Regions from separate parts of the Callithrix jacchus genome. Here region 2 is linked to region 1. A link is a contact called in public Hi-C data. All regions are on one chromosome and are shown on one strand. Each heading gives the region's core, a stretch centred on a gene start, on an enhancer-like site or on the middle of the called end of the contact. The rest is flanking DNA. Distances are from core to core; before and after follow the strand shown. Region 1 holds the start of ATG10 (autophagy related 10). Region 2 holds the start of SSBP2 (single stranded DNA binding protein 2).

Region 1 (4,198 bases), core at 864-3,363:
AAGAATCTAGACAGACAGCCCTTGCTGTGTTTCCCCACTCAGGTTATTAGCATTAGAGCATACCCTCTTGTCCAATCATATTTCTATACCGCTGTGCATACTTCATGGGACATACGAATGGACATACAATTTCCCCTGTATCTTTGGGTCTTTATTTTGAAGGCTGTTGTGTATACATGCTAAATACACTTGTATGCCTTTTCTCCAATTACTCTGCCCTTTGTGAATAAATTTTTCAGTGAACTTCAGCAATCAGAGAGGAGAGGTACAGGAGCCCTGCTTGAGCCTAGAAATGCTACGATGACAGACTGCAGCCTTAAAGCACTTTATAGAATTGTTGGGTAAACACATGAATAGGCCAATATCATTCTTTGCCATGAGGGATATGATGAGAGGAAGTACATGGAGGTTACCTGAGTTATTTCTTTTAGTTTCTTTGTTTTTGGCATGTGAATTATTAACTCTAAAACACCTCCAGTGCAAAAAATATTTTAAAAAATTAACATGGTAGTTGGTGCATTGTTTCTAAAATATTGAATACAATGTAAAGCAATGGATCCATTTTTTAAAAAGTATTCTTATTTTTAAAACATTTTGTAAAGATGAGGTCCCACTGTGTTGCTGAGGTTGGTGTCGAACTCCTGGACTCAAGTGATCCTCCTACTTCGGCCTCCCAAAGCACTGGGATTACAGGCATGAGCCACTGTGCCCAGCTACATTCTTGTTTTCATTTGTGAAATATGTTTTTAAGGTAAATACTTAAAGTTGATGGAGACACCTACTTAAACTCTCAATTTACAGCACACTGCCTTGTGTTTTTAAAAAAATTAAATGGATAATCTAAATTGGCAGCTACCAATTAATTTATATCCATAGTTGCTAAAAAATGCTAGTGTAAATTCATTTTTGTTAGTTGCACCATTTTGAGTTTTAAAGTATTTTACTTGCAGTAAAATTTATACCTCATAGGTTTTGACAAACAGTGGTTTAGTCACGAGCAGTCACAGTATAGAAGCTCTCAAGCTCCTTTTTAAGTCAACCCTATCCTCCAGACCTTCACCCTGGTCGCCACCCATCAGTATTCTCTCTTTTAAAAATACTTATTATTTGGAAATCATTTTAGACACAGGAAATTGCAAAAATACTACAACACCTGGAGTCCCATGTACCTATCACCTAGTTTCCTCGAATGGTGACATCTTACACAACTGTAGTACAAGATCAAAACCACACCATGTAGTTTGAAGGCAGGTTTTCCTTTCACTTCTTCGCCTGCATTTTTTCCTTTCATTTCCAACAAATTTAACTCTGTTGTTAAAAGGAGCAGATGCTAGTTTTCTTTCAGATGTCTGCTATTTCAGTTCGATCACCCCTGTTACTCCTACATTTTTTTTTCTAGTCTTTATCCCCATCGTTTCGCCCCAATTTAATTTTGCTGCTAGAATTTTTTTTCTCCTCTGAGATATGTGCCACAGATGGTACTATTGTCAATTTTCGAATTCCTAACTTCTCCCTCCATCCGTAAGTTTTCAAGGGGTAGCCATGCTCGTGCTTAACTGTTGTGTTTACAAGACTTTTTGTGGTGTGTGCATGCTGGTATGGCTCTCCAACCTCTTAGGGGGATGCTAGTAACCCGTTTTCCCCTAAACGAGCCGCCTTTGTACTCCGCGGAGGGCACCCCCGGTGCCTTCGGTTGGAGATGGGGGTGGGGGGGGTGACAGCTACCGGCGAAGCGAGGGGCGGGGCCTTGGCAGCGGTGGACCCGGGCGACGGGGAGGTCTCGCTTCCCATCTCTCCACCCTCTCCCAGTACTGGCCTTGGTCCCAGCCCCGCCTCTGCCCGGAGCCCGCGGCGGATCACGTCACCGGCCTGCACTAGGCGGCCCCCACGGCGCGCGGGAAGGCGAGGTGCGCATGCTCCGTTTCGGCCGCCTGAGGCGCTGACAGAAGCAGGCCGCGTAGCTTCTGGTTGGCCTGAAGGTGCGCAGGCTATGCTCATCCACCGCCCTCGAGGTCCCTACAACCCCATCATTCAGCTCCCTAGGGCCGCCGGCGCGGTGGTGGCCTCGCAAGGCGCTGAGTCCCTCTCCCCGGCTCTCCTCCCCTTGGCTCCGTTGCCCCGCCCTCGCCGGGCTGGGCTGCAGGGTCAGGGGCCGAGCCGAGCCGGGTGAGTATTCCCACAGCTCTTGTCGGTCGCCTTTTTCCGGCTCTGCTCCCACACGGTTCTCGCCCTACTCCTAGTACAGGGAGGAAAGGCGCGCGCGGGTAGGCGGGAAACAGCCCAGCCCTGAACAAAAGGCTGGGGAAGTGGCCCCTCTGGGTGAACTGCAGGCCTGTGCTAGCCGCACCGCTCGGGGCTTGGGGCGAGCGGGGAAGGGCGAAGACACTCTTTCCCTGGGGATCCGCCCCTTGTCGCGCACCTGGTGTCACTAGCGCTCCATGGCTACTACCCAAAGGCTGCGGCACCCTCGAAGTGGGTAGTTACTATCTTGTGTTTAAAATCCACATACTGATAGCAGATAGCAAGTCTTTGAGCATGTGATGTTGAAACAAAGAGTATTAAATTTCCGGGGCTTCTAGTGGCTGAGTGCAACTTAATTTGAAGTTTCAGATTCATTAAGTGTTAGGAGAAATAACCTGATATTTAGAGCCAACAGGTTTTTCTTTTTTTAAAAAACCTCCCAAATGACCTATAAAATCATGAATTGGCGGGGAGGGCGGGAGAATGTTAAAGGAATAGTTGACTGCTTTATAGAAACTTTTAGTGGCGATAAAATTACAGTGGTATTGGAAATAAGGCAAAAGGATGACAACATGTCTTTTCAGAGTCAAAATGAAGCCTGTTTAACAGGCCCATCTGAAGATGATTTAGATTTCTAGGGGACTGACTATATTTGTTTGGCATGATGATACTGATTAGGGCCTAGGTTTTGTAGTTAACATCTTTGATTACTAGAGATGCAAGTTATTTCTGAGTGGGAGAGAAAGAAGTACACTACTCCTAAAGGTTGTAGTTTTATTGCCTTGTAGGCTTTTAGGCTATTAACCATTTTTCTATCAAACCTATTAAACTTATACCATCATTTTTTCTTTGGTGTTTGTACTCAGTTTCTCAAATGCTTCTGGGTGCACTAAGCCATTCAGCTTGTTCCATTTTGAGTTTAGTAAGTCTTTGTCGCAGGTTCACTTTGAGTCATATTTATAACTTTTGTTATTGGACGATGGTCTCTATTCTTTAGTGGCAAAAACAAGTTTATGCTTCTCAGGATGGGAGAACATAGACCCTGTGTGTACTCAAATACATCATAGGATCCCATGTAGAATCCTTTCTCACTGCTTCCGAAGAGTTGAATATTGACCGGGGGAAATGTTGCAGAACCTTGACCAAAAAAAAAAAAAAATAATAATAAATCCTGAGTATTGAGAAATTACAGTCTTGAAAATTGCAGTTTAAAAGTTGTTATTGATATTTTTAATTGAAGAAATTAGTTGAAATAGTAGTTCTAAACTGCATACATTTGAATGTGAGTGTCAAAAGATTATATTCTCTGTGCCCTTCTTTTCCCTTGCCACCTCCTGTTTTATTTAGGATAAGGTTAACTGAGATTTTGCTACATGGTGGGCCATTCAAGTTAGGTATAATGTGTTGGGCCAAACTATGTTGACAGTAGTTCCTGTTGCCTAATCCATTTCTGAGAAAGGTAAAGCAGTCCTTTAGGAAAAATAAGTAGGGTAAAGGTTTCAGATTTCTTAAGATGGGCTTGATTTGGTTATTATCTTTAAAGCCTAGAGATGTGTTTGGGACTCAGGAGGTTGTATCTGAATCATACATATAATCAGGGAACCTTAAAAAAAAAGCCATAGAAATCATTTGGAAAAAAGCCATAGAAATCATTTGGTGATTATCTATTGATAACAAATGTTTTCAGGGGACAATTGGCCTGAGTATAATAAAGCAATTAGAAAGTTGGGGAATGGAGTATAGGACAATAAGCTGTACCTGAAGGAATCCTGATTAGGGAATGGTTGCTGAAAACTGCAGAGACAAGCCTTCTCTTATGGGCTTGCCTGATCACATAGGTTTATAAAATCCCGGGAGGGTGCTTAATAATAAGAGTTTAGCTTGAAAGCTAGGGTTATTTCATATCACTGTCATGTAACGTCTTTCTGAGAAAACCTGTTTATCATCTCTTCTGAGC
Region 2 (4,198 bases), core at 583-3,082, 230 kb before region 1:
ACAAACCAGCCTCTCTCCTAATTTTTTTTGTTTGTTTGTTTTGTTTTGCTTTGCTACATCAAGGCCTGATACCTCTAAATCCTATGGGAATTGAGTGTGTTGCTGCCAACACAAAGATTAGGAAATGTTCCCATCTCTAGGGCACACGAAACTTTCAGGGGGAGACTAACTGCCTAAAGCAAGGAGGAAAACTCAGTCGCCTGCGCATTCGGTTTTTATTTATGCAGCTATTTCTGTGCGCAAGGTAACCAAAGTACCTTTGAGAGATGCTCTCAGACTTTTCGCCTGGTCTGAACCCCCTCAGAAAGATGGGGTGCGTTCAATGACAAGGATAGCCCTGACCCTCAGAGTTTAAGTGGTTACTGGGAATCACTGTCTAATCTGCTGCATAGTTAAAAAAAAAAAAAAAAATGGGAGGGGGGATTCTTCCTCAGTGGTCACAGTCACTATCCGTTCTCATTTTTAGTAACAACCAAATCACCGTTACAAATACACAAGAATAGCAGCAAACCGCTCTGCTTTGCAGTGTGCCGTGACAGTGGCAACCCGGGCAGGGAGGGGCTCTGTTCTCGCCAGCTGCCTCCTGGGCTCCCACCGAAGTTAACACCTGTATCTCCCCACAACTGCAACCAAGCGGTTCCTTCCCACCTGAACGCGTCTCCCCTCCCACAAACCCCTTTTCGGACCATCGCCCCTCCCCGCCGCAGCTGCCCTCCTCGGCGCCCCCGGAGGCTCCCACACCTCCCCTCCGCGCGCCCCCCACCACCGCCCCGCCAAGCCCGCCCCTCCCGCCGCTCTGGGGCTGCCAGCCTCACAAAAAGTTCGCCCGCCGCCGCCGCGGAGTTGGGTCCGCTGCGAGAGGCAGAAACGCCGGCCTCCTCCAACAGACCCCGCTCCTCGCCAGCACAGTTTGGCTCCCCTGGAACTCCCTCCCTCTCCGACTCCCAAACTTCAGCGGCGTCTCCGGCGCCCACCCGCCTCCACCCCAGCTCCGCGCCGCGCAGGGGACTGCGGGCGCCGAGTCCGTCGCTAGCCCAGGAAAGCCGGGACGCCCACCCGGCCCACACCCGCACACGCCCTCCGCGCCCCGCGCGCGTCTCCGCGCCCCGCGGGGCCCCGCTCGGCCGCTCCACGCCCGGCTTCCGCCCGCCGCGCTCCCGGCACCGCCGCCCTCGCCTCTCACTGCGCTCGCCGCCCCAAGCCCCAGCGCCCAGGCCCCCGTCGCCGCGCTCCCCGCGCCGCCCGCCCGACCCCGGCCCCGACCCGGTCGGCCCGCCAAACACCGACATTCCCACCGCGCGCCTTCCTCCACGCAGCTGCCCCTGCTGCCACCCCCGGCGGCTCCCCGGGTCCCCGGGGCCCCAGACCCCAGCTCGAAAGTTACTTTGGAAGGTGAACCCGCGGGTTATCTCCCTCAATCACCCAAACAAGTTTCCATCCACACCGCCAGCACCACCGCCGCCCCTCAACACACCCGCTCCCTCCTGCGGACAGCCCCCTGCGGCCGCCCGCCCCGCGCCCGCACCTCCGGGAAAAGCGCCGCTCCCCGCACCACACGCCCCCACCACGGCACCCCTCCCCCTGCCAGCCCACCCCCGGCGTTCCCGGACGGAGAGTGTCTGTGTCTCCCAGAGTGTGCGAGTGCGTGCGTGAGTGTGCGCGCGTGTGAAGGCGGAGGTGGGTGAGAAGCGGAGACACTTACTTCTCCCGGGCCTGGCTGTCGGACGGGACGGCGCTGCTGTTACTCTTGCCTTTGCCGTACATGCTTGTGCCGAGAGCAGCTCCCACTGTCACGCACCTGTCAACCCATCACAGCCTCCCCGGGAACAGCCCCGTCCCCATGGCGACCCACGCAGCCACCCCCACTATTGGCCGCCCCACGCCAAAGCTCCGCCCCCTTCGCCAAGGCAACGTGCGAGACTGACAGGCCTTCCCCTCCCTCCGGCCTGCCGAAGCGCGCGGTGGCGGCTACAGCCTCAGCAGCAGTCTCCTCCCTCCTTCCCTCCCTCCCCGGTTCCCTCCCTCCCTCCTTCCCTCTCCGCTCTCCTCCCTCCACCCGCTCTCCTTCCCCCCCTCCCCCTCCGAACCCGGGCGCAAGGGGGGAATTAGAAACTGCTCTAGAAGGATTTTAAACAACTGGCTGTTCTCTCCACCGCCACCCCTCCCCCCGCGCCGCCCGCGCTCGGCTCCTCACTGGAGAGAAGGCGCCGGGAGGAGGAGAAACTGCGGCCTGGAGTCTCTGGCCGGGCCGGCGGAGCTGGAGCCGTGGCGGCCCCAGACTTCGGGGCGCCCGCCGAGTCCACAGACAGAGCAACGGCCCCAGCCATCCTGGGGCCCCCACCAGCCCCTCTTTCGCCCCTCTCCTGTACGTGACCTCGCGCCGGTACCCAGGATTGATTTCTGCCATCCTCAGCCCTGCTCCCTGGGGTGTCGCCCCCGCCCAGTTCCCGGAGGGCCGGCTAACGAGGGACACTGGGGCTCTTCCCTCGACCTTCGGGCTGAGCGACCGAGAGCGACTCGCCTTCCCTCCTGGGGGAGACACTGCACCTCGGCGCTGCTGCGGTGGCGGCACCCGGGCCGCGCCCTGCTCCCCAGGGGAGTGCCCGGGCTGGGGTCGGCCTCCTCTGTGAGTGGTGAGCGGACCTCCCAAAGAGGCCCGGTGACTCCTGCGGCCGCAGCGGCTAGTACCCCAAACCCTCCTCGCACGGAGCCACGCGGCGCCATGGACACCCCGCCGGATCTGCTGCAGAAGAGGGCCCCAGGTTTCCCCACCCGGCCTGGTTTAACAGTTTGGGTCGGTGATGCCTATTCATCCTGACCCCTGGAGTGAAAAAGGCCAGAGAAGGTCTTGAAAGACTTCCCTGTCCTTGCCGGTTAGAATAGGCCCCAGCTCGCTCCAAGGTGTACAAAGCTGTGCCAGGGCTGAAAGGTTGCCCGAGAATGTTTCTGTATCCAAATCCCTAATCCCATTTCAGTAAACGCGCAAAAGTTTCTGAAACACACACAACCTGGTTCCCAGTAGAGCTCTGCATCCTTTATTTTGTTGAGATCCTTGGCTGTAAAATCAGACGGGTAATAATGGGGTTAGAAAGTAGATGGGCTTCAAACTGGGAAGAAGGGTACGGACCGGAGTGGGACAGGGCGACATATGGAAAGGATGAATAGACAAGAAGTAGCTGTGGGAGGACAGGGAAATAGGATTCGCGTCGACTAAAGTACCGTTCTATTCCACACACATATATCTTTCAGCATTTAGTAGCAGGATCATAAAAATGCATATGGAGATACAGAGGTAGATGGAAAGGAAAGAAATGGGTGTGAGCATTGACAGAACTGATAGGAATAAAAAATCAACACAAGGTTAAGGAAGGACAGTTAGCAAAAATGAGAGGTCGAGAATCAAAAGCGGGGTTGGCAACCAAACATAAATCAAAACTGGGCAAAATACAGAGGAAGGACTTTCTATACTCGTGTTAAGGAAAAGGAAAAAAAAAAACACGGGAAAAGTGAGGTATATAAAGATGAAAAGACTAGAAGATACAGGATTAATGAAGAAGCCGTAGAAAGTCATAGCAAAAGATTAAAAATACAATAGAGGACAGACATGGTTAAAAAAAACACACAAGATACAAGAAAAAAAGGACAAAAATTCAGCCAATCAAGGAAATGGGGAGTGGGGAGTGGGGGAAAAAAATACACTGGCTTAAGTAGATTAATTTCCAAGATAAGTAATTTGCCATTTCTAACTTCAGAATTCTCCTGTCTGTTTCTAATGACTTACAACGATTGGGTGGTTGGGATATCGCATTCATATTCTCCTTTCTCTTTCTAATGACCTGCAATGATTGGGTGATTGAAGTGAAGCTGAGCCAGTCAGCCTCTCCTAATGAACTTTTGCTCAAAATGCTCAAATGTGTATAACGTTGCCACAGTTTACAGACTCAACTTCAAGATTAGCATTATGTAATTTGTTGTTCAATTATCTACTTCCATGGGCTTTAACATAGAAAATTTTTAGTATCTCAAGGCTCCATCACACATAGAATACTCCCTATAAAGATGCTGCTCCAAGAATGCTGTCACTTCCCAGAGAGCTCTGGCAGCTTCTCAGCCACCCTGCTGCCTGCCCCTGGAAAAATGAACTAAGGGTGGTCTTTGTCCTACTATCCAAAAACAAAGTAGGCATTATCCTTGCACT

Evidence for each region. Hi-C and Micro-C count contacts between places; a contact is called where the count stands out from the background.
Region 2: a contact with region 1 is called in a Hi-C map of skeletal muscle, with 4 times the contacts expected there. The contact joins the promoter of SSBP2 here to the promoter of ATG10 in region 1. A contact is called at or near these places in 2 of 3 Hi-C or Micro-C datasets (both in skeletal muscle).

The regions. Positions count from the first base shown.
Region 1 is chr2:128,981,707-128,985,904 of calJac240_pri, reverse strand. It overlaps ATG10 (autophagy related 10), which reads left to right and starts at 2,113. Exons shown (of 7, transcript XM_078365889.1): 1 at 2,113-2,166.
Region 2 is chr2:129,210,027-129,214,224 of calJac240_pri, reverse strand. It overlaps SSBP2 (single stranded DNA binding protein 2), which reads right to left and starts at 1,832. Exons shown (of 15, transcript XM_078365266.1): 1 at 1,703-1,832.